Regions from separate parts of the Mus musculus genome. Here region 2 is linked to region 1. Evidence: chromatin contacts called from public HiChIP or PLAC-seq data. All regions are on one chromosome and are shown on one strand. The core of a region is the stretch at or near the end of the contact, and the rest is flanking DNA. Distances in the headings are between cores, read along the strand shown. Region 1 overlaps Rell1 (RELT-like 1). Region 2 overlaps Tbc1d1 (TBC1 domain family, member 1).

Region 1 (5,189 bases), core at 1,036-3,535:
GCAGTGGGCTCAGAAGTGGTGTCAACAGCAGCTCAGACCCGGGTGGTTGAGAGTGTGTCTTCGCTGTCCACTCGGCCAGCACCTAGCCTGCATGTACAGAGTTGTGTGGTTTGCAAACAAGAATCACTTAATTCACTTAATTCATTAACTAGCATCATTCACTTAATCTCAACTGCAGTGCAATGGAAAAGTTGCAGGTGGTGGGAATTTACATTTGCGAGCCAGGCAATTCTCGAGATGTACTAAAGCACTGAACTTAAAAGCTCGGGCTGCCTGCTGGCTGGAACAGCTCAGCCACTTAGGAGCTCTCTCATCATTAGTGAGCAAAATGTAAATGTTCAATGCTTGGTGTCCTCATCCATAAAATGCCATCAGAGTGACTGTAGCTGAGACAGGGCATGGTGGTACACACCTGTCATCCCAGCACACACAAGACAGAGACAGAGGAGACAGCCCAAGGCCAGAGAGAGGCTGCCTTAAAACAAGCAAAGTACTGAGTGTACCCTTGATGGTTTGAAAACAGCCACTAGATTTTGGATGACAAAATCATGAACAAGGGGAGCCATCCTCTTCTCTCCTTAAAAAAAATCTCACCTGTGGGGCTGGAAACAATGGTTCAGCAGTTAAGGGCACTGACTGCTCTTCCAAAGGTCCTGAGTTCAATTCCCAGCAACCAATGGTGGCTCACAACCATCTGTAATGGGATCTGATACACTCTTCTGGTGTATGTCTGAAGACAGCTACAGTGTACTCATATAAATAATAAATAAATAAGAAGAATAAAAATCTCGCCTGTGATTTGTCAGAACAACACAACTCGTCGGGGGTTGGGATCTAGACCCCAGGCCTTAAGCAACTCACTTCCTACTTCCTGCATCTTTAGGCATTTGCTCTTGGCACCGGGCCACATGCTATAAGGAAGCCCAACCTGTTTATGTAAAGAGACCAGCAGCAGGCATCAACTTGCCAACCTGTAAACAAACTGGCTTGGAAGTAGATCCTAGAACCAGGAGATGCTGGGATGCTGAGTGGAGCAAAGATGAGCTGTCCAGATGAGCGACACTGAACTTTGAGGTAATCTTTTATGTAGCAATAGCCTAGCAAGCAGAAGTTCGAGCCCGTGAAGTCACTAAGAGATTAACTCTACTAACACTTACACAACAGAGAAAAGGAGCATTATCAGAGAAGTTCAGTGGCCATTGAGTATTCCCACCAACGCACAAACTAAAGCAGGAAGGAGATGGGAAACACTACAGAGGACCTCAAAATATAAAATAAAAAGATGGGTGGTGGTTGCAGCAGAGGACACATGCCAGTGAGTCCCAGGACAGCCAGGGCTATGCAGAGAAACCCTGTCTCAAAAAAAAAAAAAAAAAAAAAGAAAAAAAAAAGTGAACTAGAACTGTCATTTGATCCAAAAATCTTACAGGTGTGTTTATATCCAAAAGAGTAAGGACTTCGAGGATCTCTCTATCTGTGCAGCAGTCACAAAAGCCCTAGTAAGGAATTAATTTAAGTGCCGCACGATAGCCATAGGGATAAAGAGACTGCAGTGTGCATATATAACGGGCTACTGCTCGGCTCCAGAAAAGAAGAGAAGTGTCGCTAAATGATGGCATGGATGAGTCTCAAGGATGTCACACTAAGTCAGCCAAACACAGGACAAACATCATATAGCGTCACTTATATGAAATGTCTAAAATGTGCAGTCCCCACTTATCTGCAGGGGATTTACTCTAAAACACCCCCCAATGGATGTCTAAAAACACCAGGAGTACCCAGCCCCGTATCTACTATATGCACATACCTGTGATGATGCAGTGTAACTTTAAAATTGGGAATAATAGCTGCACAGAAGTCCCTAGTGGTAGTGTGTTTGAATGAGAATGTACCCCCGCACCACCACCACCCCCTCCCCGCCCCATACACTCATATATTTGAAAGCTTGGTCACTAGCGACTGGAACTGTTTGAAAGGCTTAGGATTAGAAAGTGTGGCTTTCTTAGAGGAAGTGTGTCACTGTAGGTCACCTGGCCCAGGCTCTGTCTCTGTCTCTCTCTCTCTTTCTGTCTCTCTCTCTCTTTCTGTCTCTCTCTGTGTCTCAGTCTGATGGCTGAGGTAGTTACTAGCAGGTTGGTAGCAAGCAGCATGGACACTCTGGACAAAGGGACGACTCACGTCCCAAGCAGACAGGAGCAGGGTTTCGCAGCGCTCGGCAGTAGGATGCGCAGCTAGATGGGTATGCATGTTTCGTTTCTGTAACTTTCCATTTCATATTTATGGAACACAGCTGATCATGGGTAACTAAAACCACAAAGAGCAAAGCTACAGAGGGACTGCTGTGGTCAGAGCCCTAGAAAGAGAAAGCAGAAGGGCGGGGAGGGGTGGGAGTGGCTGATATATGGAGAATCCAATGCACCGACTATATGAGATAAATAAATCCTGATAACAGGGTGTTGTGCAATTAATTTGGTGAGTGGAAGAACATATTAAGCATTCTTGCAGAGAAAGGAGGAGAGGGATGAAAGACAGGGGAGGGAGGGAGGGAGGGAGGAAGGGAGGGAGGGAGGGAGGGAGGGAGGGAGGGAGGGAGGGAGGGAGGGAACCACATAAAGAAAAGGTTAGGAGGAGATCCAAGAGGACCATGGGCAGATCACACTTCCCTAAACACAAGAGAAACCTTTCAGGGATCAATGTGAAATCTTTTTTTTTTCTTTTTCGTTTTTCGAGACAGAGTTTCTCTGTGTAGCCCTGGCTGTCCTGGAACTCACTTTGTAGACCTGGCTGGCCTTGAACTCAGAAATCCGCCTGCCTCTGCCTTCCAAGTGCTGGGATTAAAGGCGTGCACCACCACACCCAGCTGATGTGAAATCTTTTAACTCCCTCCTGCTGAATTCTACTCCAATTCTTGGTATTTTCTTTTTAAAAACTCCGAGTAAGTCAGGCATGATGACGTACGCCTTGGATCCCAATTGCAGAAGGCAGAAGCGGGTGAATCTCTGAATTCGAGGCCAGCCTGGTCTACAGAGCAAGTTCCAGGACAGCAAGGCCCACACAGGGAAACCCTGTCTGGAGAAACTAAAATATAAAGAACCATAAACATAAATAAAATAAAACCTAAAACTAAAATCAACTGAGGAAAGATGGAATAAAGGAAAACCCAACAAGGCACAGGGAAACTCTGGTGGCTGCAGACAGCAGGTCGCCACCCAGGTAAGGACCGGAGGGCTGAGCAGGCTTGGCTCTTTCCGAAAGACAGTTCTGAGGTGAAGGGAAGAAACTTCCCTCTGGAGTTTTTCTCTCTCTCAACAGAAAAAAAAGACAAAGTATCAGTTCCTCGAATGTGTCACTACAGCACAATGGTTAAAATTGGGTTATTTGTAGAAAAAGAATAGGTTACTTTGACTCGAGGTTCTGGAAGCAACAAGCCCAAGAACTGCTGCTGGCAGACTGTGGTGGGAAGCCGAGGGAAGGAGTGCAGGTGTAGCAAGCACCAGGGGCAGCCCTGCCTCACAGCAATATTAACCAATGCTCGACCATACCTAATGGATCTCCCTGAGCAAGAAGTGGCACAGGTTAGCCTTCCACCCACTCACAAGGGCTCAACTCCAATGCCATGAGGCCCACCTTTCCAAATCAGGAGTGTCAGTGACCTACTCAAACCACAGTAGTATCTCCTAATATATGAAAGGAAAGGGGGGAAAATATGGAGTGTTGCGCTTGAGACAGTTTCCACGTGGAAAACATGATCAAACACTTAAACTACAAGAGCTATTTCTTCCCGAGGCATCCTGAAGTTGGTGAAAGGAGCCAAGGAAACAGGTGTATGACATCCTCTAGTTTTCTACTGCTTAAGAAGCAACAGTATATATTAGGAATGGAGGTGGGGCAGAGGGACTTGAAGAGAGAGAGGGCTCAGCAGGGGAGCCAAGGATTGGGAAAAACTCATAAAGAGTATGAACAAGGGCACTCACCACATGGATATATATACATACATACATACATACATACATACATATATACGTGACTGTGTGTGTGTAGATACATACATACATACATACATACATACATACATACATACATATTGTGTATGTATATCCATGTATTCTGATCCACTAAGGGTATACAGTACAGGCTGCAAGGCCCAAGAAGATGTCAAGCAATTGGGGTGAAAAGGGAAAAGCAAGAAAGGGGACAGTTGATGGTGAGAGGCCTACAGGGGTGCAGAAAGCCTGACCATTTACCACTATTCTTACCTAAAACAACTACCACTTCAATATCGGCAATTCTGTGCCAGCACCATACTAAGCACCGAATGCCACTGCACAGTAAGTCCAGTTTATTAACATCACACAGAAGGTTACGATCCTCAACTTATAGATTGAGGCACAGGAAGGCGAGGGAAGATCCCAAGATCACACGGCTACTGAGGAAGTGGCGGTGCCAGGCCTGGACCAGTCAGAGCCCACCTGTTCCCGCGGGCTTCCTGCTACCCTCAGTGTCTGCATCAACAGAAGGCTCAGAGGGAGTTCCATCCAAAGGCAGCAGTCTCAGGTCTAATACTTTAAACGATACCTCACCAGGCCATTTTTCTGCTCAAATGCTGAATGTTATCCTGCTCGCTCCGATATTATCTCACAACTCAGTTTAGAGAAAAGGCTCACCAAACTTGGGTTACAATTAGGACAGCAGAAAATGTGAGAGGGGGGGAGAGGGAGAGGGGGAGGGGAGGGGGAGAGGGAGAGAAAGATCTTTAAGATTTGTTTGTTTATTTATTTATTTATTTATAATTTATATGAGTATACTGTAGCTGTCTTCAGACACACCAGAAGAGGGTATCGGATTCCATTACAGATGGTTGTAAGCCACCATGTGGTTGCTAGGAATTGAACTCAGGACCTTTAGAAGAGCAGTCAGTGCTCTTAACCACTGAGCCATCTCTCCAGCCCATGAGTGTGTTTTGAAAACTACTATCATTATGTCATATAAGAAGCAGTTTTCCAAGTATAGGACTGCAACTCTGTTGCCAGTCTCCACTCTCCCAACTCCCAAGTCATGGCCCACCTTATGTAAGCCATAGTCTGGGCTCCACACAGCCTTGCTGTGTCTCCAAGAATAAGCCACCGCCTCACGTTGAGAATCTATAGTTCCCTAGAGCAATTAGGCCCTTCTCAGCCCTGACGGCAAAG
Region 2 (5,189 bases), core at 1,407-3,906, 270 kb after region 1:
TATTTTCCTCAGCTGGTGGTGGTTTACACCTTTAATCCCAGCATTCAGAAGGCAGAGGCAGGCAGGTCTCTGTGAGTTGGAGACCAGCAGGATCTACAGAGAAAGTTCCAGGAAGGCTAGGGCTACACAGAAACACCCTATATCAACCAACACACACACACACACACACACACACACACACACACACACACACACACACACACACACATTCCAATCTCCATCTTCAGAATATCTCCAAATCAGCAATTCAGCAGTAGCAAATGGAGCAGCAGGAACCAGCAGCAGCCACCATAGGCCCTCTTGGGGATCCCCCATTTATCCCCTCTCCAGAGTCCCAAGGGTAAACTCTCTGCAGCTGGATAAAAGATCAACGCCCCTCCTGGAGTGTGGGACAATCATAGTGAACAGCTTTGGACAAACTGAAGCAGCCCCGTATCCCACCCCTGGGTGTTTAAGGAAGCCAGAATTCTCACTACAAGGCTTTTCTAGAGAGCCCTGAGTGAGGAGGGAGTTCACCTCTGCCATTGTCCACCTCCCTTTCACGAAGCATCACGATGGTTGTGCGGACGCTTAGAATCTTGTCATGAGTTGAGCGATCACAAAAGCTGCCGAGTCTGCATACATTGTGCCCACATTAGGACAACGAGGTAGGTCTGCCCTGGCCTTTCTCAGAGAAGGAAGCAGGTGAATATATGTGTCACATAATGTTACGTAATGCTTTGCTCTTTGGGATCACTAAGGTAGTAAGTACCTAGAGGCTGCTAAAGATGACTAAGCCTGCTGTAGCCATGAATGCACAGTAAGAGGGAGCCACCAAGATGCCAATGGTCTTCTGTCTCTAACTTGTGTCACCCACACCACTTTTTTTCCATAAAAACTTAGAACTGTCTTATAAAATGTATATATAAACTTATAAATTTATGTATAATTTAGTCACCATAAATGTTTATGGGGAACAGAGGCATTACAGGTGGCCACAGTCCAGCCACATTCCCCGTCTGTGTCTCTACGACTTGGAGCAGAGATCAGCAAATATAGCATCTAACACAAAACACAACTGTAGCTGAAGCGATGTTTCCATGAGGGACTAGTGATCATTTTATCTGGCATCTAAAAATAAATATGCCGTCTACAGGGCATCTTGAAAATCTACCATCTGTTACACAATATCCATCAGCAATGGGAAAGAGGAGAGAGGGGAAGACACACACACACACACACACACACACACACACACACACACACACACACACACATTATAAATTTGAAGTTGGGTAGGGGAAGAAAGCTTGCTTCAGCAAACACATATTCATCTAGACAACCCATTTTTCTGAGCAAGCCACTTTCATCTTAGACTGATACCTTAGCTTGACAGAAACCTTGATGACCTTGGGCTGGAAATTTTTGTTTGTTTGTTTGTTTGTTTGTTTGTTTCTTGTGCCTTTCCCTCTGGGTTTAAGATTCTGCACTGTATTCCACCCCTCAGATGGGGCCGGATCCCACCACTGCCAGGCTGTTTGCTTATCGTTGCTGCTTCTGTGCAATGAGGTTTGCTGGACCTTCGCCACAGAGAAGCGTCCTATCTTTTGCACCTCTAAGGCTGCCCTCTCTGTAACACCTCAGGACTGGGGTTACTTCCACACCTCTACAGCCCAGCACGGCTGTTTGTCTCCTCTCTAGGACTCATATAGAGGAAAAATAAATGCAGAGAGTGAATTCCAATGCCATTTATAAAATAGAATGTGTCAATACGTTTTGAGGGTTGGGGATATAGTTCAGTGGTAGAAAACTTATCCCAACTTTTGGATAGCACTGAATTCAGTGTCCAGGACCAAGAACAAAAACATAGATACTTTCAAAGAGGCCAATTAGCAATCATTTCTGTTTGTAGCATAATGGGCTGGGCTACAGACAAGTGGCCTACAAACTAACTAACTAACTAACTAACTAACTCTCTCTCTCAATTTCCATTACATTTAGTTATTTATTGTAAGTTGTCTGTGTACGTGTGTGTGTGTGTGTGTGCATACATGTCACAGTATGTATGTAGAGGTCAGAGGACATGTTTGGGTATCAGTTCTCTCTTTCCATTACTGGCTCCCAGGGATCAAGGTTAGATCATCAGCCACATCAGCAATCGCCTTTCCCTTACTCTGAGCCATCTGGGTGGCCCACACATCAGTATGAAAAGCAAGGAGACTGACGTAAGACAGTCCAAAAATACATTAACTTGATACTTTCAATGCTGAGAACCGATAGTGGGTAAACATGTAAGGCTTTGTTTTCTGTAACTAAACCATATGGCTCCCTAAGGATGGAAAACTCTGTAGGTACAGCAAAAACACAGCAGTTAATTGCTTATAGTAGTCTCTAATCCAAGACAAGGTATGTCAAGGGCTGGTCCTTGTGTGATAGACTGCCAGCACTAAGTGTATCTGTAGTATGTTCAGACCAAATCCACGGTAAAGTTATATGACGTGATATGGATCAACTCTGCCAGAAGCACCTTGGATTCATTATGTGTTTGATTCTGAAAGAATTTTTAGCCATCACATATTAAGAAACTTCCTGTTTCTACCAAGTTGACTGTGACTTCCCCACCCACCCCCCTTTCAGTTTGCAACCCTCGATGAGGTTGCGACCCACAGCTTAGGCTGAGCTCTAGAAACCAGAACTGGACTCAATATTGTGCGAGTGGGAAGACACCCAGTGAAGCTGTCCCTTATAATTTGTCTTCAGTTCCAGCTTCCCCTTCTGTTTTCCCACGAGCAGAAGCAGCACGAGCCCTCTCTGAGTGTACCTACTTTAATCTTGGACTTCCAAGCCTTTGGAACTAAGTATGGGCTGAACAAACCTCTATTCATCTCTCAATGTAGCCATCTCAGGTATTCTGTCATGGCAACGGAAAGGGGGCTGAGGCAAGTTCCACTTCCAACAGATCCGAGGTGAATAGAGAGAGTTGAATAGAAGTCAGGGTGGATTATGTTTTATTTATTTATTTTTTTTAAAAAGGTGGCTTTATTAAAGGGCAGTAAGGAGTGAAATCAAAAGCCAGTTAGAAATTAGAAAACACTGTTCAACTGAGCTGTATGCCTTGGCTATTCTGCACTGTTCTTGAGAGGTTTGGAACATTCTGCAGGTCTGGTGGGTGGATGTTGCTTTTGTTGTATGGGTATGGGAAAAGGGGCTTAGGCATCAGGTAACTTGCCCAAATCTCACTGCCAGAGAAAGTGATGGTACTGAACTTCCCAGGCACGTCTGTCTGACTTCAGGTCTGGGCTCCTTGCAAGAGGTCATCCTGGCTCTCAGATCCTGTGCTAGGAGTGTAACGGTCATCCTAGCTCTCGGAGCGTGTCTTAAGTGTGTAAGTTCCTTATTGGAACAGTGGTCTGTACCATCATTGGCATTTTGTTTAAATACAAGTGGTCATGTTGCTCCATTCTACTTCAGCTTTCCGTGCTCGCTCAGTCCTCTCAAAAGGAGGCCCGCAGATTCTGAGAGCATGGTTTATTCCTGTAGACAAAACAGGAGACAGGAAATAGCAAAGGAGAAGGGGGGAAAGGCCAGGGTCAGGTCAGGATCTTCCCACGTCTTCTGTTCCCAGCTCATCAGGAGACAAATGAAGGCATGAAGGAAGTCCTAGAAGCTAGGGCGCAAACTTACTTTCTTGGGGCAGAGGAGAAAAAAGATCATAGCAGCTGGTAATACTTCTAGTTAAAGTATCAGTTGTCTTAAAATGATTGCTTAGTCAGTGTTGATAAACTTCCCTTTTCCTTCTCCTTCTCCTTTCATGCCAGGGCCTTGGATTCGGTTCGAGGCTTTGATGGAGACCTAGGTGGCACCTGGTGTCAATCTGAATCACCTGGGAGGCTCATAGGGGTTCCTGTGTAGTTGCTGAGTTCCATGACATAGTGAATTTCCTAAATTACAAGCTTGTTAGCATTGCGTGTTTGTGGGTTTTGCTGATACTGGTGAAAGTGGGTGGTGGTTAAGCCTCTGAAGGTGCTATTTCACAAGAAGCCATCTAGATGTAGCTAGAGACAAAATAGGTTGCATGTTCTGGGTTGCTTCTCTATGAAAGGATACTCAGAGCTAATCTCCAGAGACTATGCAAGTCTCATTGCTAGGATGCCCTACTGGCTCAGAGAGAAGATGTCAGCCTCTCTCCCCTGAAGACAAGTCCTAAGATGGCTGGGAACTTAAGTGCTTTGCCTGTGTCTCCCACTACCAAGAACCCACAGGGGCAGACACAGTGACTGTTCTGCCCACTGTCAGGTTGAAACACTCACCATTATCCTGGAACTGATTCTGTGGTGGGGTTTTCTAGACAAGTAACCTTTTGTCTCGGGTCAGCAGGTCAAAGGTGAGTGTCTACTGGGTGTGGGCATCTTCTTCCACCCATCCATGGCTCTTTACTAGGTGAAATAGATTTCCTCTGCAAATAAAGATGTCATATTGAAGAAATGCTAGGCCCCTCTTCTGAAAGAGTCATATATCTCAGAACTTAGGCCAAGTACCAATAGTCACATCTTGGGTGACAAGACGGGAAACATTTCTGGAATAAAACTCCCTCATCATAATCAGCCTTTTCCCATCAAATAGGTATGCAGTCTTGAACAGACTAACTGCTTCTAGCTGGCCTCTTGTATGTATGTATGTTTGTATGTATGTATGTATGAATGTATGTATGTATTCATTCACTCACTCACTTTACAACCCAATATCAGCCCTTCCTTTTCTCCCAGTACCCCGTCATGTAAGTCCTCCCCCCATCCCACCTTCTTCTCTTTTGAGAAGGGGAAACCCCCCATGGATGTTACCCCCCCTCCCCAAGTAATACCACCCTCACCCATAACATTGCTGCAGGACTAGATGCATCCTCTCCCATATATCTGGTCGCTTAGTGCTATAGTTGGGGATGCTTAAATATGTTTAAATGTTTGCAGTTTTAGTGCTTAAGTTTATAGTTTTTAACTGGATGTCTGGTACCCAGTAAATACATATATGTTTCTGTGAGAGGAGAAACGCAATAAATATTTGTTGGATAAACAAATTAACCAACCCCTCAGCTTTCCTCTTCACCACCTGTTTGTAGTTTTAGCTGTGTGAGAACTCCCCGGCTCTAATACCCTTTATTGTTTGGTTGTGAGGAGATTAATAACTATGGTATTATTTGGTTACATTATTAC

Evidence for each region. HiChIP or PLAC-seq counts read pairs in DNA pulled down with a chosen protein or histone mark.
Region 2: an H3K4me3 HiChIP or PLAC-seq map of bone marrow-derived macrophages shows a contact between it and region 1, with 4 times the contacts expected there. The contact joins two enhancer-like sites. A contact is called at or near these places in 3 of 115 datasets of contacts at active chromatin or transcription factors (bone marrow-derived macrophages, embryonic stem cells and pancreatic cancer cells) and 1 of 9 other capture datasets (adipose tissue).

Annotation. Positions count from the first base shown.
Region 1 is chr5:63,941,191-63,946,379 of GRCm38.p6, forward strand. All of the region lies in intron 1 of Rell1 (RELT-like 1), which reads right to left. Among named protein-coding and RNA genes, the nearest start is that of Rell1, 25 kb to the right of the region's middle. Within about 2 kb of position 2,286, at least 53 of the 459 cell types and tissues checked have an H3K27ac peak or open chromatin away from gene starts, as enhancers often do. A contact at or near this core is called in bone marrow-derived macrophages, where this site is marked.
Region 2 is chr5:64,208,850-64,214,038 of GRCm38.p6, forward strand. The region is part of intron 2 of Tbc1d1 (TBC1 domain family, member 1); the gene reads left to right. Among named protein-coding and RNA genes, the nearest start is that of Gm46913, 36 kb to the right of the region's middle. Within about 2 kb of position 2,657, at least 52 of the 459 cell types and tissues checked have an H3K27ac peak or open chromatin away from gene starts, as enhancers often do. A contact at or near this core is called in bone marrow-derived macrophages, where this site is marked.